Regions from separate parts of the Pan troglodytes genome. Here region 2 is linked to region 1. Evidence: chromatin contacts called from public Hi-C data. All regions are on one chromosome and are shown on one strand. Each heading gives the region's core, a stretch centred on a gene start, on an enhancer-like site or on the middle of the called end of the contact. The rest is flanking DNA. Distances are from core to core; before and after follow the strand shown.

What was found. A called contact is a pair of places that touch in the nucleus more often than the background predicts.
Region 2: a contact with region 1 is called in a Hi-C map of stem cell-derived neural progenitor cells, with 4 times the contacts expected there. The contact joins two enhancer-like sites. A contact is called at or near these places in 2 of 7 Hi-C or Micro-C datasets (induced pluripotent stem cells and stem cell-derived neural progenitor cells).

The regions. Positions count from the first base shown.
Region 1 is chr4:94,282,097-94,288,289 of NHGRI_mPanTro3-v2.0_pri, reverse strand. No RefSeq gene overlaps it. Among named protein-coding and RNA genes, the nearest start is that of CAST, 50 kb to the left of the region's middle. Within about 2 kb of position 1,614, at least 10 of the 24 cell types and tissues checked have an H3K27ac peak or open chromatin away from gene starts, as enhancers often do. A contact at or near this core is called in stem cell-derived neural progenitor cells, where this site is marked.
Region 2 is chr4:94,423,414-94,430,175 of NHGRI_mPanTro3-v2.0_pri, reverse strand. It overlaps CAST (calpastatin), which reads right to left. Exons shown (of 33, transcript XM_063811404.1): 21 at 6,547-6,642; 22 at 3,078-3,179; 23 at 2,498-2,581. ERAP1 (endoplasmic reticulum aminopeptidase 1) reads left to right here. Exons shown (of 20, transcript XM_063811399.1): 20 at 5,806-5,828. The coding sequence ends at 5,813. Among named protein-coding and RNA genes, the nearest start is that of ERAP1, 54 kb to the left of the region's middle. Within about 2 kb of position 5,230, at least 5 of the 24 cell types and tissues checked have an H3K27ac peak or open chromatin away from gene starts, as enhancers often do. A contact at or near this core is called in stem cell-derived neural progenitor cells, where this site is marked.

The sequences.
Region 1 (6,193 bases), core at 365-2,864:
TGCTCCTCAGCTTGCAGATGGCTGATTGTAGGACCTTGTGATCATGTGAGTTAATACTCCTTAATAAACTCTAATATATATTTATCCTATTAGTTCTGGTTGTCAAGAGAACCCTAATACAAGAACATTTACACTTGCCCTAGTATGAGTCACTGAGTTTCAGTGGCATGGACCTGTTCTCGGGACCCCTCTTTCCCAGAAAATGCTTGAAGCAAGAACCATTAAATAATAGGACGGCTGATAATCTCCTGATTCCCTACTCACTACCATACACCTCCACCTGACCCCTCTTAGGCTCCCTGGCCTGCTTCCCTGGGGCCTGGCGTGGTGGAGCAGGTTGAATTCTCCCTCAATGTGCGTCTCAGCCAAGGACAGCCCACACAATCCTTGTCTGTTTCATTCTCCCTGTTGCCATTGGCACATTAGCAAAGCAATCTGATAGACTGGACTATGTGAGCACACTCTGGGAGACAGCCCTGTGCAGCAGCACAGACAGTGCTGACTGAGTCAATGGGAGAGATGGTTATGGCAGAGTAAGGGGAGAGGAGGAAGTGAGACCTGCCTAGGGACTGCCAAATGCCATCCCATACAGCTGCTCTTTGGCTTACGATGGGATAAACTTACTGGAAATAGAAAATATTGTAAGTCAAAAATGCACTTAATACACCAAAGCTGCTGAACATCATAGTTTAGCCTAGCTTACCTTAAATATGCTCCAACAATTACAATAGCCTGTGGTTGGGCAAATCATCTAACACAAAGCCTGTTTTATAATAAAGTGCTGAATATCTCATGTAATGTATTGAATATTGTACTGAAATTGAAAAACAGAACTGAATTGCTGTATGGGTACTCCAAGTACAGCTTCTACTGAATGCATATGATTTCTGCACCATCGTAAAGTTCAAAAATCTTAAGTTGATCTATTGAAATTTGGGGGCTGCCTATACTAGGCTAAAGCCTACTCACAGCTCACTCAAGGCAGCGCTGAGGCCTCCCCAGTGCCCAAATTATTGCTTTTAAGTAACTAAAAGGCAAGAGAGTATAATGAACTCATTAGCCTTCTTAGTGACAGGTGCCTCATTTTACCAAGCTTAGGGTGGGAGCAGTACAAGATGATGGATCCTTTTCATAATTCAACTATATATATATATTCAGTTTTTAAAAAGAAAAAAGCACTGAGGAAGAGGGGTAATCTGGCACCCCTGGGGACAGGCTGGGCCTAGGCTTTGGATGGAGGTGGGTCCCTGGCATTATTCTTGGATTTCCTCTGAATCTTTGGACTCTGTTTCAGGTTTATCTGCCTGAATAGCTTCCCGTTCCCCACAGTGAATGAATCATTTCCTCTTCTAATCCCCTGCCAAACATTTCAAATCATGTTTCCTTTTCTTGGTTAAGTGCCTAAATTGAACTCACTGTGATGAAAAAGCAACCCATGGAAAACAGTTTTCATTCTCATTTATAAGCCTCCTGCCATAAGGTTTTTGGGAGAAGCTCGTGGGCATGTCCCGGCTGGATGCTTTTGCTGAAAATCCCTTGTCAACACTGAGGCACTGTCGTAGGTAAGATTGCACACAGCATCAGGAGTGAAAGGCCCTGATTCTGATTCACTTCACCGCAATAACCTAACGAGTCAGGCATTTGCCAACAGCTAACGCTCCATCCAGAGGGAAATGGAATCATTTGAGACAAAATGATGAGCTTCTGCTGCCATCTGGTGGAGTTCTCACCTTTAATCATGTTAATTAAAGGGTTCCTCACCAGAAAATGCTGTAGAGTTAGTGGTGGTTCTGGAAGGGGTTCCTTGGACCGGCAGCATTTGTATTACCTGGTCACTTACTGCTGATGATATATTGTTAGTTACTTTATACCTTAGATTCCTTCATTACAAAATAGACATAAAACATCTAACTCATAGGGCTGTGAGGATACCCAGCCTCACAATGCAGATAAATGAACAACAATTTAAAAAACAGTATAAGGCACCCAGTATTAAATCTAACAAAAGATGTGCAATTATTTTAAAAAGTATAAAATTTCATTGAAAGACATTTGGGAATACCTAAATATTTGCAGGCTCCACCCCAGACCTACAGGATTAAGATGTACATTGTAATAGAAGTCCCAGGTTATTTGTATAGAGAATAAAGTTTGAGGTACTTAACGTTTTCTCCAGGGAGATAGGTAGTTACTATTGTTGTTGTTGTTTTGTGCCTTTGAATACCCTTAAGTTGTTTCATTTAAAAATGCTTTAAAGACAATCATCAGAAGACAGAGTATGGATTGGAGGTTAAGAACACAGAATTTGGGGTCAGATAGAACTTGTTTTGCATCCCGTCCCCATCACTGACTACTGATAACATGGTGAGTTACTTAATCTTTCTGGCCCTTAGTTTCCTTAGCTAGAAAATGAACGTGAAAATATCTAACTCATAGGGTTGTGAAGACTTAAACAGAAAATACAGATAGCACAAATAGTAGTATTACAAAATCTGAAGTACCTAGTATTAAATCTAACAAAGGATGTGCAAATATGAAAAAAGTATGAAATTTCATTGAAAGACCTTCGAGAATACTTAAATGAAAGGAGAGATGAAACCATGTTCAAGGATAGGAAGAAAACTGTCAATCATCTTCAAATCCATCTATTCTAATGCAATTCAAATTATAACCTCAACTGGATTTTTATTGCTGAACTTGACAAGCTTATTTCAAAATTTGAATGGAAGAAAAGAGCTAGGAATAGACAATTCTGAAAGAGAAGAAGATGGAGAGGGTCACTCTACCAGATATCAAGACTTACTATAAAACTATAGTAGTTCAGGCAGTGTGCTATTGGCACAGTGATGGATGACTTGCCAGTGGAACAGAATAGAGAGTTCAGAAAGAGACTCATACATATTTGGAAATTGGATACATGAAGCAGTGGCATTACAAATCAATAGAACATGCATGGGCTAACTGATAAACATTAATTGGTTACCCATAGAGAAAAATTACATGTACTGTGTATTTACATATGTATATATGTGTGTATGTATGTATATATGTGTGTATATTTATTTAGACCTCTTGTTTATATCATACACAAAGATAAATTGTTACCCCGTTGATAAGAGATCTAAACATCTAAAGCAAAACTAAAATAAGTTTGAGGAAAATGCAGAAGAATTTTTGCATAATCTCAGTGTAAGAAAGAGCATAGTAACAAAATCCAGTAAACCAAAATTATAAAGTAAAAGATTGGATATATTTGATTAGATTAAAACTTATTTATTTCTTTAAACCGGTACAAGTGCAGATTTCTCTGTTTTTGTTTTATTTTCTTCAAATTTTAGATTCAGGGGGTATGTATGCAGGTTTGTTACGTGGATATATTGTGAAATGCTGAGGTTTGGGCTTCTATTGAACCCAACACCCACAGAGTGAACGTAGTACCCAGTAAGTAGTTTTTCAACTCTTGCTCTCTTTCCTCCCTCCCCGTTTTGGAGTCCTTAGTGTTATTGTTCCCATCTTATGCCCACATGCATGCAATGTTTAGCTCTCACTTATAATGAGAATATGTGGTATTTGACTTTCTGTTTCTGTGTTAATTCATTTAGGATAATGTCCTCCTGCTGCATCCATGTTGCTGCAAAGGATATGATTTCATTCCTTTTTAAGGCTAAATGGTATTCCACAGTGTCTAAGTATCTCATATTCTTCATCTAAGCCACCATTAGTGGGCACCATGACTTTGCTATTGTGAATAGTGCTGCCATGAACATACAAGTACAGGAATAGTTTTAGTAGAACTATTTCTTTTCCTTTGGATAGACACATGGTAATGGGATTCCTGGGTCAAATTGTAGTGCTATTTTTAGTTCTTCGAGGAAACTCCAAACTGCTCTCCACAGTGGCTGAACAAATTTACATTTCCATCCACAGTGTATAGGTGTTCCCTTTTCTCTGCATCCTCACCAACATCTGTTATTTTTTGACCTTTTAATAATAGCTATGTGATTGGTGTGAGATGGTGTCTCATGCGGTTTTGACTTGCATTTCCCTGATTATTAGTGTTGTCGAGCATTTTTCCATATGCTTGTTGGCTGCTTGTATGTCTTTTTTTGAGAAGTGTCTGTTCATATCCTATGCCTAATTTTTAATGGGTTTTTTCTTGTTGATTTAAGTTAATTATAGATTCTGAATATTAGTCCTTTGTCAGATGTATAGTTTGTAAATATCTTCTCCCATTTTGTAGGCTGTCTCCTTACTCTGTTGATAGTTTCTTTAGCTGTGCAGAAAGTATTTGGTTTAATTAGGTTTCAATTTTTAATTTTATTACATTTGCTTTTGAGGTCTTAAGCATAAATTCTTTCCCTAGGCCCATGTCCAGAAGACATTTTTTTAGGCTTTCTTGTTGTATTTTAATAGTTTGAGGTCTTACATTTAAGCCTTTAATTCATCTTGAGTTAATTTTTGTATATGGTGAGAGGTAGGGGTCCAGTTTTATTCTTCTGCACATGGCTAACCAGTTTTCCCAGCACCATTTGTTGAACAGGGTGTCCTTTATCCATTGTTTATTTTTGTCACCTTTTGTTAAAGATCAGTTGTTTGTAGATGAGTGGCTCTGTTTCTGGGTTCTGCATTCTGTTACATGGGTCTACATGTCTATTTTTGCACCAGTACCATGCTGTTTTGGTTACTGTAGTCTTTGTTCTTTTTTTTTTAGGATTACCTTGGTTATTATGACTCTGTTGGTTCCATATGAATTTTAAGATTGTTTTTTCTAATTCCATGAAAAAATAATGTTGGTAATTTGATAGGAATTGTCTTAAATATGTTAATTGCTTTGGGCAGTATGGACATTTAGAGCATGGAATGTTTTCCCATGTTTGTGTCATCTATGATTTCTTCCGTCACTGTTTTGTAGTGCTCTTTGCAGACATCTTTCCCCTCCATGGTTAGATGCATTCCTAACTGTGCGTGAGTGTGTGTATGTGTGTGGCTATTGTAAATGGGATTATGTTCTTAATTTGGTTCTCCGCTTGAATGTCCTGGAGTATATAAATGCTACTGATTTTTGTACATTGATTTTGTTCCCTGAAACTTTACTGACGTTTTCTATCAGGTCTGGGATTCTTTTGTAGGAATCCTGAGGGTTTTCTAGGTGTAGAATCATATTGTCAATTAACAGAAATAATTTGACTTCCTCTTTTACTATTTGGGTGCCTTTTCTTTCTTTCTTTTGCCTGATTGCTCTGGCTAGGACTTCTAGTACTGTGTTGAATAGGAGTGGTAAGAGTGGATATCCTTATCTTGTTCCAGCTCTTGAGGGAAATGTTTTCAACTTTGGTGCATTCAGTATGATGTTCATTGTGGGTCTGCTGAAGATGGCTGTTGTTATTTTGAGGTATGTTCCCTTGATGCCTACTTTCTTGAGGATTTTTGTCATGAAAAGATGTTGGATTTTATCGAATGCCTTTTTGTATCTATTGAGATAATCATATGGTTATTGTTTTTAATTCTGTTTGTGTGGTGAACCACATTTATTGATTTACATATTATATTAGTCTGTTCTTGCACTGCTATGAAGACATACCTGAGACTGGGTACTTTACAAAGAAAAGAGGTTTAATTGGCTTACGATTCCACTGGCTGTACAGGAAGCTTCATGGCTCACAGTTCAGCAGTCTGTAGAGGCCTCACAATCATGGTGGAAGGTAAATAAAGAGCAAAGGCACATCTTACATGGTGGCAGGCAAGAGCATGTGCACGGGAATGGCCCTTTTTGAAACAATCAGATCTTGTGAGACTTATTCCCTATCATGATAACAACATGGGAAAAACCTGCCCCCAATAATTCAATTACCTCCCACTGTGTCCCTCCCAGGACATGTGGGGATTATGGGAGCTACAATTCAAGATGAGATTTGATTTGAGTGGGGACACAGCCAAACCATATCATTTCACCACTGGCCCCTCCCAAATCTCATCTCCTCACATTTCAAAACCAATCATGCCATCCCCACAGTCCCCCAAAGTCTTAGCTCATTCCAGCATTGACTTAGACTTTTGAATTAAGGCATTTAAAAAATGCCCCCCTGAGTAAGAAGGGAAAAGCATTTTCCCTTTAAATTAAAAGGATAGAAAGAAAAGACATTCCTTCCCCCTTTTTATACCAAAACAAAGTAATTAAGAATAGTTACATCTT
Region 2 (6,762 bases), core at 3,981-6,480, 140 kb before region 1:
CCTGAGTCATGGGGGTTGCACACTGGATGAGGTATGGCTTGTGACCTCAGAAGCCTAGAGACTATCACAGCAGGAAAACGTGAAAGTCAGCATAGTGTGGTATGTGGTGCTGTGACTGGGGTTTGCAGGACAGTGTGGGATAAGCCCTTTACCTATATGGGGGTGGGCTTTGTAGAGGTTGTCTGGAAAATGCTGGTTAACCTTGTAAGCCACACATCTAACTCATATGCAAGGACTACATGCCAAGCCCTGACCTAAGCATTGGCAATACAACAGAAAATCGCACAGACAAAGGCCTTGCCCTCAGGGAGTTTAACCTGTCGGTGAAACGCTCTGCAACTTATGGTTCAGATTAGGTCAAGCTGTAAATGACTCCAAGTGCCACATTTGAGTAACAGGACAAAATGAAGAAAGCATGTGGGGCTCTTTAGTAAAAGGAGATCTATATACTAATAGTAAATCCCATTTATCCACCTACACAAAAATAAGTAAATACAAAGATATACATATATATGAATATTTCACCTGAGAAACTGGTTAAGGTTGGTTTTTGTTTCATTGAAAATGTGAAGTGCAATGGTTTAGAGGTACAAGTTGAGTATCCCCAATCTGAAAATCTGAAAACAATTTAAATGCTCCAAAATTTGAAACTTTTTGAGTGCTGACCTGACAACTCAAAGGAAATGCTCACGGGGGCATTTTGGATTTTCAGATTAGGGCTGCTCAACAGATACGAGGCAAATATTCCAAAATCCAGAAAAGTCTGAAATCTGAAACAGTTCTGGTCCCCAGGCATGTCAGATAAGGGATATTCAACTTGGATCACCTGTTTCCCTCATGACTGACTTTTGCCTTCTGACCATTCTTCAGGTACAGGGGAAGGCTGAACCTGGGCTTGTTCTCCACCATCTCTTAGCTGTAAAGGCAGAAAATTTCCTAAGTGATGCCTGGGACTCTGGGAGCACTTTTGCTCCCTACTCAAACTGAAATCGATTTTCCATCACTGCGTCATTCTGTGTCTGGAAGGGGAGGTTGTGGCCTGCCCTCGGGGAGCCAAATCTCACTGAGGAGACCTGATGGGAACATAGCTGGTGAATACCAACATAGGATTTAAATGAGATGAAGCTAGTGCCTGAAAATGTTATTAATAGGTAACTAATAACGTGTGAGGTAAGTCAGAGGAGGATGAAATGACTACAGAATAAAGTGATCAGGGACTGTGAATCAACTGCTTCCTTAAACACTACTACTAAATTCAGTAAAGGGAGAGAGCAAATCACCAACCAATCACCTATCATGAAGAGAGTTTACCTGCACTTGACCAGCCTCTACTGAATGGGCACTCAGTGGAGACAGAACATGTGGCCCTTAGCATGCTCTCTAGGAACTTTGCAAAGCAATGTACAAATGAGCCCAAATTAATAGAAACGCTACGGCTGCAACTGAATTGTAAAACTCAGGAAGCAAATATGAAGGTTTCCAGAATAATAAACTTTCAATCACGGATAGCTCAGTCTAGTTCCCGTGTCTGCTAAATAAATGGGCTAGTGCACATGGATGAGTGAGAAGCATGAATTTGATTTTCTAGAATTGTTAATGAAGTTTAGTTGAATACTCTTTTAAATCCTGGCCTGCTACAAAGATGACTGACATTGTTCAACTGTCCACGAATCCGCCTCATTTAAGTGACTGCACTTAAACCACAGGACTCATAATGGGGTCTTCCCCCTTGTTGTGTACAATCTGTACTTTCAAAATCGAAGAAATGGGGCAACTTAACACTATACTCAATGTTAAATAGGTTCTCTTATTTTTCCAACTTAAATCTGAAAGTTGCAAATTTTTCTTATATAAAGTAATTGTTCCTTATTTTATTTTTTTTCATTTTTTACTGCTTTTTGAGTTAGGGTCTCGCTCTGTCACCCTGGCTGGAGTGCAGTGGTATGATCATGGCTCACTGCAGCCTCTACCTCCTGGGCTCAAGTGATCCTCCCACTTCAGCCTCCCAAGTACCTGGGACTACAGGCACATGCCACCATGCCTAATTTTTTTGATTTTTTTGTAGAGACAGGGTCTCATTATGTTGCCCAGGCTAGTCTTGAACTCCTGGGCTCAAGAGATGCTCCTGCCTTGGCCTTCTAAAGTTCTGGGATTATAGGCATGAGCCACCATGCCCGGCCTATTCCTCATTTTAGTTCTCCTATCTACACAAGGTTTTTTAATATTTCTGGTATTGTAACAAGCTGTGGGTTAGAAAGGAAAACATTAGGTAACTTAGACATTAGATTTCTTTCACTTGAGGATCAAGTCCACTTAGGAATATTTTGGCTTTGTATCTGGTGTTCTAACACTATTAGTAGTAGACTAATACTATTTGGTGTTTGAAATATGAAGAAACAAGATCTTTATATTCCAGTTCTGTTCCCAAGTCCCTTTGTTCTGTGTATGAATTCAGTATGAATTAAAATAAAATAGAAAAAGACTCCAGCCTGTTTACCTTGACCTCTTCTAATCTATAATCAGGAGGAATTGTTTCTTCTTTTTCACCAAGCTTTTCACGGTCTTCTTCTTTAGCCTTCTCCTGAAAAAAATTATACCATTTTCATTGTTAGCATGTTTTTTTCTCTCTATAAAATTCATGCCTGAGTGACTAGATTTGAGGTAAACAAATCTATCATTAGGTTAGGAAGTACATCTGACCATATGCTTAGTGCTCCTACAGCAACTTCATGTGGCAGGCTCAGGCACCAGCAGAAAGCCTGCTGGCATGCAAGGCAGCTGTGAGGAGCAGCAGGCAGCTGCCCCTTCCTTCCCAAGTCCCAGCAATGTCAATGCAGGTGGGCAAAGATGAGACTCAGAGGCCTCCGGTCTGTGCATGTCGACCATCCACTGTGGGGGTTCAACACTGCAGCTTATTCAGGTTTAGCTTATTAAACAGGATATGCACAATAATAGAAAAGGCCAGCTGGTCATGTTTTACAGGAAATATAAAAAACAAAACAAATGACTAACTTATTTGCAGGGGGAGAAGGTGATCAATGATATTTATTTTCCAGAAGCATCTCAGTTGCCATTACCTTGACTTTATCCATCACAGGTTTTCCATCTTCTGGATCTGCTTCCTTTTTCCCCAGGCTATCAGCCAAGGCTTCTACAGCATCATCTGGCACTGTGCCCTTCTGAAAGTGCATTAGTGGATATATTAAGTAGGTGGTTAATCACTCCCTTTAAAACATATGCTATCAATTCAGAAAGGCATATCATTATTTCAGATAAAAGGCACATGCTATCTTTTAGTAACTCGAGTTATCAACTGAATTAGAATCTATGTTTAAAATACAAAACGTTTAACATTCGAGCAAATTTCTTATATTAAACATTGTGTGCAAATTATATGTTGATAATGTGAAACTTACGAGACCTGACCCAGAGTTGGTTTAGAAATAAGAAAGACAATGGACTGAGGTGTATCACAGATAAGTTGAATACCGGGAAAAAAGAAAGACGTGGTCTTTATGGAGATCATTCCATAGACGGCACAGGAAAGATTTTCAGAGAGCCCACAAGAGGCCATTCCTCTCCATTTCCTGTGGGACAGCCTGGCTTGTCTCAGAAGAGGAGGCTCGGAAGCCTGTTTTCTCCACAGGGCTTCTACTGACCAAAGGGGTTTCAGGGCTGGTTCTGGTGACTCTGCCTGTGACCAACTAACCTGAATGGCACAGTGAGAACTGTCTACCTGTGGTCTGATTGTTCAAAATGAAATGTACTCCCCCAAATGTAATGAACTCTGGCCATGCTGGTATTTAAAATCACACTGGGTGAACACAGAGGATGAATGGTGTCAAGGGAAAATAAAGGGAATCGTCTGTACATTAGTAGGTCATAAAAATCAACTTAATGGTTCATGGCCAGGACTTTTCTTTTTTAATGAAGAGGACAGGACCAGGCACAGTGGCTCACACCTGTAATCCATCACAGCATTTTGGGAGGCCAAGGCAGGAAGATTGTTTGGGCTCAGGAGTTTGAGACCAGCCGGGGCAACACAGTGAGATCCCATCTTTACAAAAAGTTTTAAAAAATTAGCCAGGCATGGATGGTGCATGCCTGTAGTCCCATCTCCTCAAGAGGCTGAGGTGGGAGGATTGCTTGACCTCAGGAGGTTGAGGCTGCAGTGAGCTGAGATCATGCCATTGCAGTCCAACCTGGATGACAGAACGAGACTCTGCCTCAAAAAAAAAAAAAAAAAAAAAATTGTAAAAGAGTGTGTGTGTGTGTGTGTGTGTGTGTGTGTGTGTATAAAATGCATCATACATAGAAGGGATAAATACTATTCTTTAAACTGTTGCTTCCAGTGTATGGGGATGGGGTTGCAATATCAATGAATTTCCCACTGTTGGTCTTGGTCAAACAAAAATGTAAAAGGCCTTGGGTCAAACAATCTCAGAGTTTAATCTTATTATTAAAATCTCTGACCTCACAATGAGCACCTATTAAAATTTTAGAGTAAAACTGTATTTCTGTTTTATATTTTAGCCATGATTTCAAGTAAGAAAAGCTGTTTTTCTGATAAACTGCACTGCAAAAGGAAAGATCACCAAAGAAAAGTGATTTAGCACCACCTAGTGGCTGAATACTGCATGGGTTTTCTTCCCAAGAGCTACAAAAAAAAAAAAAAAAAAAAAAAGTCCCTGAGGTTTCTAACCTGTTTGGGATTATACCTAAATTAAGTATTAAGTATTAAGAGTTGCAACACTCTAATCAAGGATATCAAGAGTTGCACTGGTACCCAAGTCTTATGCAAGCAATGTGAGTTGCTACATGATTTAAGACACCTGCTCACACTACAATTCTGTTTTCTCATACTCTATGCTACAGAATCTTTGGAAACCACTGCTTCCCCAAACCTGTGCCCTTTGCCAACCTCTTGCTTAAGAAATTACTGAAACAGTTAAAGAAAACCTAGGAGAAGAAGCAGACTTAAGAACAAAGGAATCTGGAGTAAGGACTAAAACTTCTATTTCTGTAGTATTTGATATTATCAAATTCACAACTACAACTCAGGTCTCTGGGTTTCCTTAATAAGTTTTCTTTTATACACACAAGAACCACCTAGGGAACGCATTCATCTCCTTCCTCTGGTCTGTCTTCCTTTACTCTCTAATCTTCATGCCTTTCTTGAGTCCTCTGACCTTTATTACACTCTACAGCTATTCTTTCTGGCATTCGATGGTATCACAATCCCAGAAATGCCAACTGCCTCAGTGACAGTAACCTGGGCAACCATGGCCAGAGTTGGTGGGGTTAAGGCCCTGGAAAGGAGGACGGGGAAAAGGAAAACAAGAGCTTTTTGTTTTGTTCTGGTTTGTCTGCTTTCTAACAATCCAATGCTCAGCTCTACAGTCAGGGTAAAGTTGAAAAGGAATTGAGCCCTCTAAAGCCCCGGCAGTCACACTTGGCAGATGAGGCAGGTGGTGCAGGTGCAGGTTTTGGTTACAAGAGTTCTACTGGGGAATGCTGGCTATTGTTGTTTTGACTCCAGTCACAGCCTCTTTGCCTGCTTTCTTCACCAGAGTCCTCCTAGAGTCCCTCCTCCTCTCCTGTTCTTTACCACTGTGGCCTAGCACACATGCTGTAAAAAGTACCTGAAGAGTACCCTGAAACCTCAAAAAACTGGGGAGGGCTCATATCCACACTAGTCTTGAAGACAGCTGAGAGCGGGGGCCATATCTTTCATCTCAACTGAGGCTCTGAAATATCAAGTGGATCAAGGTCAACTCAAAGCCTCATTTCCCTTATCTATTACAGGAAGATGATCAGGACAGACTTCATAGTGTCCTTGTGAAAATGTAATGAGAAGACATTGCAAAACATCTAGAGCAATGGCACAGCAGATGATGAAAGGTAGGTGTTCAGAGGGAAGATGTGCTAATTCTGTAGTAATGAAATACAATTGAAATATAATTCCATCAGATGTTATTCCCTGAGTCAAATTCAATCATTAACTAATGGAAAAAAAACACTAAAATCAAAAGGAAACAAAGATTCACCTTCTTAAATATCATACTTCATATGAAAATTAGAAAGTGAGAGAGAAGCACGAAAAGAAGAAGGAAAGAGAAAGAAATTCAGTCAGTTTCACCTCCTGCAGTGGGAAGAGTGGGCAGGAATCATAATGATTTTACTGCATGTTATTCTACCAGGAAAGTCAGTAAAAAAGTAACTTTGGGCTTTCGGTGGAAATCCATATAGGCTTAAAAGATGCAGAGAAGTGAAAAGGCAGGATTATCCACAATAGCTGAGGAACTAGAATTTCAGAAGAGTAGAGAAAAATACAGTTGGGAGTAATTTAATTAAAAATTTAAATCTTAGTCTGAATTTCTACGACACCCCTGAAGCCCAAAGAAACAACAGATACTATAATGATATCAGATTTTATTTTTAATTTGTCAGAATAAGATAAAATGATGGTAATACACAGCAGAGAGTGACAGGAGGAGGCAGAAAACTTTCTCAAGCCACTGCTCAAATGCCCAGGGAGTCACTCACCAAGGCAGCCGGCTCAGGGGGTGCTGACTGTATACTACACATGGAGGTCTGAGACACAGCCTCCGCCACAGGAGCTGGAGCAGTGGCCTTAGATTCCTGAGGAAAGACACAAGTACTCTCAATAAGTTTAGAAATATTTGGTTAATAAGACTGAGTAATGGTAGACCAACAAGACAATCCGCTACATTATATGGTGTGAACATGATTCTCTTGAAT